2 separate regions of the Gossypium hirsutum genome follow, and region 2 is linked to region 1. Evidence: chromatin contacts called from public Hi-C data. All regions are on one chromosome and are shown on one strand. The core of a region is the stretch at or near the end of the contact, and the rest is flanking DNA. Distances in the headings are between cores, read along the strand shown.

Region 1 (4,012 bases), core at 613-3,112:
TATTGCCACTTTGTAAGATGCTTGAAGCTGTAAGCCATGGTGAGAACTCTGGTTTGGCTTCTGTGCTTTCCGTGCGAAAGAGCCCCTAAGAGCTGCACTGCTTTCTTTGCCAAGGAAGGAGGACTCAGAATCACAGTTCACGGATGTTGCTGCCTTGAGGCCACTGAAACTTGCAAGTGAATTCTGTGAGGTGCACCTTGCAGCAGAAGGTTTTGTTAGAGGAGGTGGACTCCCCCTTCTTCCAAAGGAGACAGTCGATCCGATCGAGAATGTAGCTGCTGATGTTGTCGCCATCTCACGCTTTGAAACAGGAAACAGCGTCTAGGCCTGAAACGAGATATGAAGTAATATAATCAATAAGCTGCATGACTCACATCCAGAATGCATGCCTCCATTTTTAAAACTATCAAGAAGCAAATGTCACAGACAAACAAATAGTTGCCAAAGAAATAAACATGAATTGTGGTTCCAAGACATGCTTGCAGTCAAAAATATAGAAACCAACAAAGCAAGCATCTATTTCTATCTTAATAATAATGAAGGAGCATTAAAAAGAACTAAAAGCAAAAGGAACCGATAGATCTATCATTCCTGTCAATCATAGCCAGAAAACAATAGCAAGGGACTTATTCTATGAAACCAAAGGTATCAATTTTGTATTCGTTATACAAAATCCTGGTCAGAAAATTAGCTCCTATAACCGAATAGGAAAATGCCGAGATCCCACTTCTTTCAAAGCACACGTCTAGTCAATAACAAATTACAAATTTATTCAAAAAGGCAAATCAGGTTTCTTCTATATAAAATTTGGACGCCATATCTGGTTAACTTGGTCTGAGTTACCATATTCTTTCCATTAATCACATTCTTAACATTAGTTTCACAAACTTGAAATAAATAATCATGTGAACCGGATCAAATATCCCTTATGGATAATCCCCAAATTGAATGTTGATTTCAGGAATTTCAATATCGAGGAACCCCTTTTCACAAATCATTGAAAATAATAACCGGATTTATCTTCAAACAATTCCTCCAAAGCATCAAAAGATGAGTTCATCTCTTCTCCCAAGCATTTCACTCAAGGCAACATAAGAAAAATCCAGAAACACAATGCCCAACATTTCAAGAGATACCCAACCAGAATACTATGTTTCCAAATTCCAAGCTGGAAAAAATGAAAGAAATGTCAATGAAATAAAGAAACCGATAGTATAGATCTAATCAATATTGCATCTTAGAAGAAGCAATAAAATGACTATCAGAAACAAGCAAACAGAGCAAACCCAGATAATGGTTCGGATTAATAAACAAAAACCCAAATGATATTTGGACAAATAAACAAACCCCATAGTTTAGAATTCAAGAATTACAACTGGAAATAAAGATCAGAAACTAATTAAGAAAAGGAAACAAACCTTTGAGATCTGAAAGATGAAGAGAGACCGCGCTTAACTTAAGGGAAGCAAAGTGATATGTACGAGAAAAAAATAGGCTTTTTAATTCGGCTTTTGGTATTTATAGGAGAAACTGGACCAATAAACTTCGAACAAGGCACCAAAATTTTCGACTTTCACCTACTCTTTCTGGGCTGGAGTTAAAATTATATTTTTGAGTGTGTACCGAATACACCGCCGCTACCTGGAAAGAATCTACCAAAAAGTGTTCGATTTTGTTTTAGATTATTTCAAGTTTTTGTTGGCTTGCCAAGAAGAAATTGTGGCCGATGGTTGAAGGGATGGTTTCTACTCTCTACAGCTAAGATTTGCTTGCCTTTTCATACCCTTTTTAATTCCTCTTTCTTTGCTTGTGTTTTTTTCTCTTTAATCAAAGTATTTTGTTTTTCCTTTTCACAGAAATGATAAAAAAAATAGAGGTGACGTATTAATTTTTTTTTATATTTTTGGTGAACCAATTATAAAATGATGATCTAATTATTAGTAAATTTTTTTATAACCTAAATATAAAAATTTATAAAATGGTTACCTAATTATTTAATTTTATATTTTTTTAGCCTGACTAACATAAAAACAAAAACTCCCATGAACTCAAAATAGTTGGTGCGGCCAAAAAAGAAAAGAAAAAAACATAGTTGGACGACTACTAATGTTATTTATCTAAAAAAACTTTTACAAGCTAAGATAAAAATTAAGAGTTAATTACACTAAACATCCCCAGACTATGACCCTCATTCTAAATTGATCTCTAAAGTTTAAAACATTCTAATTACGTGCTCAAACTATCGATGTTATATCAATCAAGTCCTTCCATTATTAATATCGCTGATTTAACCATTAAATGAAACATCAAGTCTTATGTGACATAATTTAAAATGAATTGTTTAAAGAAAAATAAAATATTGTCTCACAACTTTTAAAATTAAAAACTAAAATAAAATAAAATTGAAGAAAGAGAGAGTGAGTGAATGATAAAGTTTCTTTAAAAGTTTAAAAAATATCAAATCCAAGATTTTTGCAATATTCATTTTTATTTTAAATTATGACATATGAGTCTATTTAACAGTTAAATTGACAATTTTAATAACGAAATGATCTTATTAATATAACCTCAATAGTTTAGGAGATAATTAGGATGTTTTAAAGTTTAGGGATTAATTTAAAATAAGAATCATAACTTGGGGATGTTTGGTATAATTAACTAAGAACAATTTACTAATAAAGCATTTTCTTTTTGGCTAGATATTTGGTAACTTTTTCTTTTGTTCATTACTTATTCGACAACTTACCCAAATGTAATAATAATTTATTATGGTTTCCTCTTTTTTATTTATTGAAAACATGTACTAAAACATATTAAATTTGGAGGATTCATCGTAAAAAATAAGTTAATTTTACACATTTCCATTTTTTTAAAAATTAATATTTTAATGATTTAAAAGGTTATTATGTTAATTTGCTACTTTAGACGTAAATTGAAAATTATCACTATATTTTACTTTATATTGATTTTTGTCTTTTTACTTTTATTTGATTGAATTTTCTGGTTAAAATTAATTTTTTTTGGTTGTGTTTTGCTATTCAATTTCAAACAATTTGAAGACAAAACTTAATAAAAATATTTTTTATATATTATTTTAATTTTTGACATTAACAAGGTAACTAAAATAATATTAAAATTAATAAAATGGTTATTTTAAAAAATAAATGTATTTTTATATATGAATTTTTATTTTTTCAAGTATTTATTTCATTAAATAAAAATTATAAGTTAATTTATTAATTGTTAATATTTATAAATTAAACTATTTTTATCAATTAAAATTGAATATTTGAAATAAATTTTCTTATTAAATTATATTTTCAAACCATCAAAATTAATATTGTGGGGTAAACTTTAATTAAAAATATCAAAGTTGGCAGCACAATTTAATACAATTCAAAGTTTAATAGTAAAATTCAATTATATAAAAATTGAGTGACAAATTTACTCATATTTTCAAAATATAATGACAAATATCAATGAAAATAAAGTATAGAAACAATTTTACTTATAATATGATATCAAAATTACACTTTCTAATTTAAATGTTGAATTTAGCAATAAAAGTTGTATTAGTCATTCATGTAAAATTTGAATCCATCCAATACTTCTTTCATATCGGTTCAAATTATTATCTTTATTAATATATATTTAACAAATAAAAGCTTTTCATATAAAAAATAATGATAATTTTTTTATTTATTCAAAAGTTATCATGCATGATTTATATGAATAGATCATGGAAGGGTGAACCCTTCTATATAAACCCCAAAGCATGAGGGATTAAGTGTTGGAAAATATTCGGTTCGAGAATGGTATTCTTGTACATTAGAAAAATAAAAAATTTTGAAAACTGAACTGACTTGTGATATTTATAGCAATAAACTTTTTCCCGAAATAATACATATTCTCTGAGTGAGACGGATCCTAGACGTTCCCGACTTCCAATCGAATGACCTTCTCCGCTATTCTTGTACCATGAACTGCTTCGAGTGTAGGCTCAAACAATTTC
Region 2 (4,012 bases), core at 687-3,186, 170 kb after region 1:
CTTGCAGATTCTTCAATGTCCTCTTGCTGCATTTCAAATAGCCTCATGAGCCAAACAACATATACAACTGAATTGAAAGTGAACTAACAGTACTTCAAAAGCAAAAAGGTAAGAACCCTTAGCTTAGTCCAATTAGTTTATGCAATCAAACTTTTAAAAACTATGGAATCTAGCAAGTATGATATTATAATATCCCTAGACTATAAGACCTTTATGCCAAAAGAGAAAAGCCTAAGAATCAATCACATATTTGGTACGTCAACTTTGGTAAGATTTAGAAATTGGTGTTTCGAGATTGATTTTAGACTAATTTAATGTCAAAGAAATGAATCCGGCGCTTAATTCAATTCAATTCAATTGGTGGGTTCATGCATGTACATCCTTCCCTTATTCCCGCACCGAGGCTTCTTTTTTACCGCAACCAATCAATAATACTAAAATTTATCACATACACAATGTGAGTAACTGCAAATATCAATTATTTAAAAGGATATTTATAAATTTATTTTAATAAATAAATAAAGATAGAGTGATAAGAGATATTTATTTAAATTTATTGATCTTGTGTTCGTTTCACAAACAATATTTTACAGTTATTTCATTTGAAATATTATAAAAGTATCAAGAGACTAAAAAAATTCTTAGAATAATATTAGTTATCTTTTAAAATAATAATTTAATAATTTTACAACTGGGTTGATTGTACTTTATACAGTATATATATACAATTGATGGAGGTAATAAAATATGAATATTAGAATGAAAATATATAAAAGTTATTAAAACAAAGTTTTAGTTGATTGGTTAATTTAAGTTTTATTAATACAATTTACAGGGGTTCTAGTTTCATTATATGTATATTTTTATTGATTTTTTAATTAAAAGATTAAAATGCATTCCAATAATATAATTTATTTTGATTATAGAAAGATATTCTCGTAATTCTTTAATCGAGTTAGTGTCTGATTAACTCATGACAACAACTTAATTAAGGTCTTAAATAAATATGATATAGATGAGGAAATTAAGGGATGTAATTAACCTTCTCATAAACCCAATGTCCAGTACCATCACCTCCATCTTTCCTGTATACTTCAGAATCATAGTATGGATCCTACACAATGATGTTCTAAATCAGATACTTTAAAGCTCAAATTAAAAGAAAGCCACCCATTATATATCAGTTGTAGCGAACAAAATCAATGGACATATGATTATACCTTGGTGGACCCAAAAAACAAACATCCCCAGCAAGTGAACATAATGTAGAAAGCATCTGCAAAGCAAAAAGGACCAAAGGAAAATTCTTCAGCATTTCATCATATAGCTTCAATACATAAATCACTGACCAATTTGAATGAATGAATGAATTGATGGAAAAACACTTACAAACTTTTTTAATGGCTTCATCACTAAGATGCCAAATAGATTTATTGGTTATAATTTCTCTTTGGGCATCAAGTTGTTGAACATGATGAACTAAAACTGCCATTAGAGGCCAGTCTGGTAAAGCATTCACTTTAACAAAAGCTCCCCTTATTTTACTCTTGTTGCCTTCATCAATCTATATGTATATAAATCACAAATTTCAAGCTGGTACTGCAGTAACATCCCTGCAAATCAAATCACTCACCAAACTACTTACCTGCTGGCAGCCATTGTTGAAAAGTCTAGTGCTGCTTGAAGATGGGTAGTTGCCGAATTTGGTAGGTTGAAGATAACTACAGTGAATCCATGGTTTTAAAATGGTGAAGCTCATATTTGGTTTGTAGAATGGGGTAGTTCTTTTTTCTTTTTTTTTCTTCCAAAAGTTATGGATTTTTGGTACTTTAGTTATGTGAGTGGAGGGCTAAGTGGATAAGGCACTCATTTGCATCCATTCTTACTCGGCCCTCGGTCGGGTCACGATCCGTTTTGTAAAAAAAAATTCATGTCATATCTCGGCCTGGTTCGATTTGTGGCTCACTTTTATTATTAAAATTGTTATAAAATAATGGTTTTGAAAAATATATTTAATCAGCAATAATGATAAAATATGAGAACAACTCAATTTGTATTATTTTCTAATATCATGTTATATTTTATTTCGTGTTTTAACCTTTGCAATTCTTTCACAATTACAAACAACCTAACTAAAACAATAATAGTTCATCATAATCTAATTTTTAGACTTTAACTTAATAATTATCCCACACTAAAATTGAAATACTTTTTATCTAAATTTAACTTTAAATTTAATAATTGTCTCAAATTAGAACATGGCCTTTTTTTTCCAAAAATATAAAACATTAATCTAAATTAAAAAATTTCAAACTCAACATAAAAACATTTTCTGGAATTCTAACCCAAAATAATATTAACCCTAATATTTCTTGGAAGATTTTCATGTGAACCCAAAATAACATGACCTCGCAGTTCGCACTGTTGATGAGCTTGCATATATGGTGGGCTCGCAAATATGGTGAGCTCACAGTCTTGGTGAGCTCGTAGTCATGTAGGAGCTAGGTTTGTCAATGCATGGATAGTTGGAACGACAAAAATGTGCAAGTGTACACAATCACTAACAAGTAATAAAGTGACAAGTAAATGTCAAGTTATTATGCCCACAAGGACTGTGAAAGAAAATATTTATGAAATACAACTTTAAACAATTTGGTGAAAGAAAAATATATTGATTTGAAAAAGTATTTACAAAACTAAAAATTAACTAAGAAAAATAAAAAGTAAAAATGTTCCAATACACAATTTTTTTAAAATGAGTTTAATCAATATGACATAATTGTGTTCAATCAATTACATTCCTTAACTTAGAATTACTAAACCCATGTTCATGTTGTTACAAATAATTTCACGGCCACTTGGTATTTTTTTAACTAAACCATTTGAATTAAATCTAAGCCATTTTAATTAAATCAAGAACAACAACACAACAAATATTTATGTTCATAATCACAACATAAATTAGAAAAATTAAAGAGAAGAGAACTAGGAAACAGATCTCGGTGTTTCTCCAAAGCTAGACTAGTGTACTCATCTTCTTCATAGCTTGTTTTGTCGATTCAAGGCCTTAACGAACACTTAAATGTTGTTACTCCAAGGGAGATGCAAGCTCTCTTTCAAGAGGGGAAATCGACAAAGGAAGATGACAAGCAAATGGGAAAACAGTGAAGAAAATGGAAGAGAGAAAGGTGAAGAATGTGTGAGATGTGAATTGTGTGAAATGAGGAAAGGAATAGGGGCATTTATAGGTGGAAATGGCTACGAAAAATAGCACAGAATTATCAGTGACTCCCTCTCCCTTGGTTGGCCATGCATTAAACAAGTTTGAGTGATTCAAACTTGCTATTTTTAGCTTAGGGCAAAAAGTATAAGGCATGAAAAGTGGAGGGGGTTGAATGGCATTTAGGAGAAGTTCAAGGACCATTTTGCAAGTGTGAAAATCAACTAAAATCAGCTGATTGGGTCAGCTATATGGACGGTATGGGCCGCCCCATTCTTGTTGGACCAGTCCTATTTTATTTTGTAATACCCCCTACCCGTTTCCGTCGCCAAAATAGGATACGAGGCATTACCATATTTTACTGAATTAAAGTTTTTTCTGTTATTACGAGTTTAATTCTTATTCATTTATCTAATCATGTCATGATGTCCCTTGGATAGGCCTTTGAAGCCCAAAACATACATCGGGAATAACTGATATTAAATCGAAGCCATAAGAAATTTTTCGCAAAATCTCAAAGTTATACTTACTTTAGCCATACCAACAGCTAAGTTACAAACATTCATTTCTATGTAATATTGGTATTTAGTCTATACATGCCATTCTTTCAAAATAAGTCATTTTCAAATACCAAAAGATATGGGTTGATAGTGTGATAAAGCTCCAACTAATCTCCAACCTTCGAGCTCCCGAGCACTACAAAATAAGGAAAAAAAGAATGGGGTAAGCACATTGTGCTTAGTAAGTTCATGCAACAAGAATTATACTTACCATATTATACACCTATCATTT

What was found. A called contact is a pair of places that touch in the nucleus more often than the background predicts.
Region 2: a contact with region 1 is called in a Hi-C map of leaf, with 1.6 times the contacts expected there. The contact joins the promoter of LOC107949817 here to the promoter of LOC107949820 in region 1. A contact is called at or near these places in 2 of 34 Hi-C or Micro-C datasets (both in leaf).

What each region holds. Positions count from the first base shown.
Region 1 is chrD03:38,140,638-38,144,649 of Gossypium_hirsutum_v2.1, forward strand. It overlaps LOC107949820 (malate dehydrogenase, chloroplastic), which reads right to left and starts at 1,863. Exons shown (of 2, transcript XM_041090069.1): 1 at 1,419-1,863; 2 at 1-327. The coding sequence starts at 294.
Region 2 is chrD03:38,311,321-38,315,332 of Gossypium_hirsutum_v2.1, forward strand. LOC107949817 (photosynthetic NDH subunit of subcomplex B 4, chloroplastic) reads right to left here and starts at 1,937. Exons shown (of 5, transcript XM_016884584.2): 1 at 1,646-1,937; 2 at 1,390-1,564; 3 at 1,221-1,276; 4 at 1,043-1,114; 5 at 1-26. The coding sequence starts at 1,759.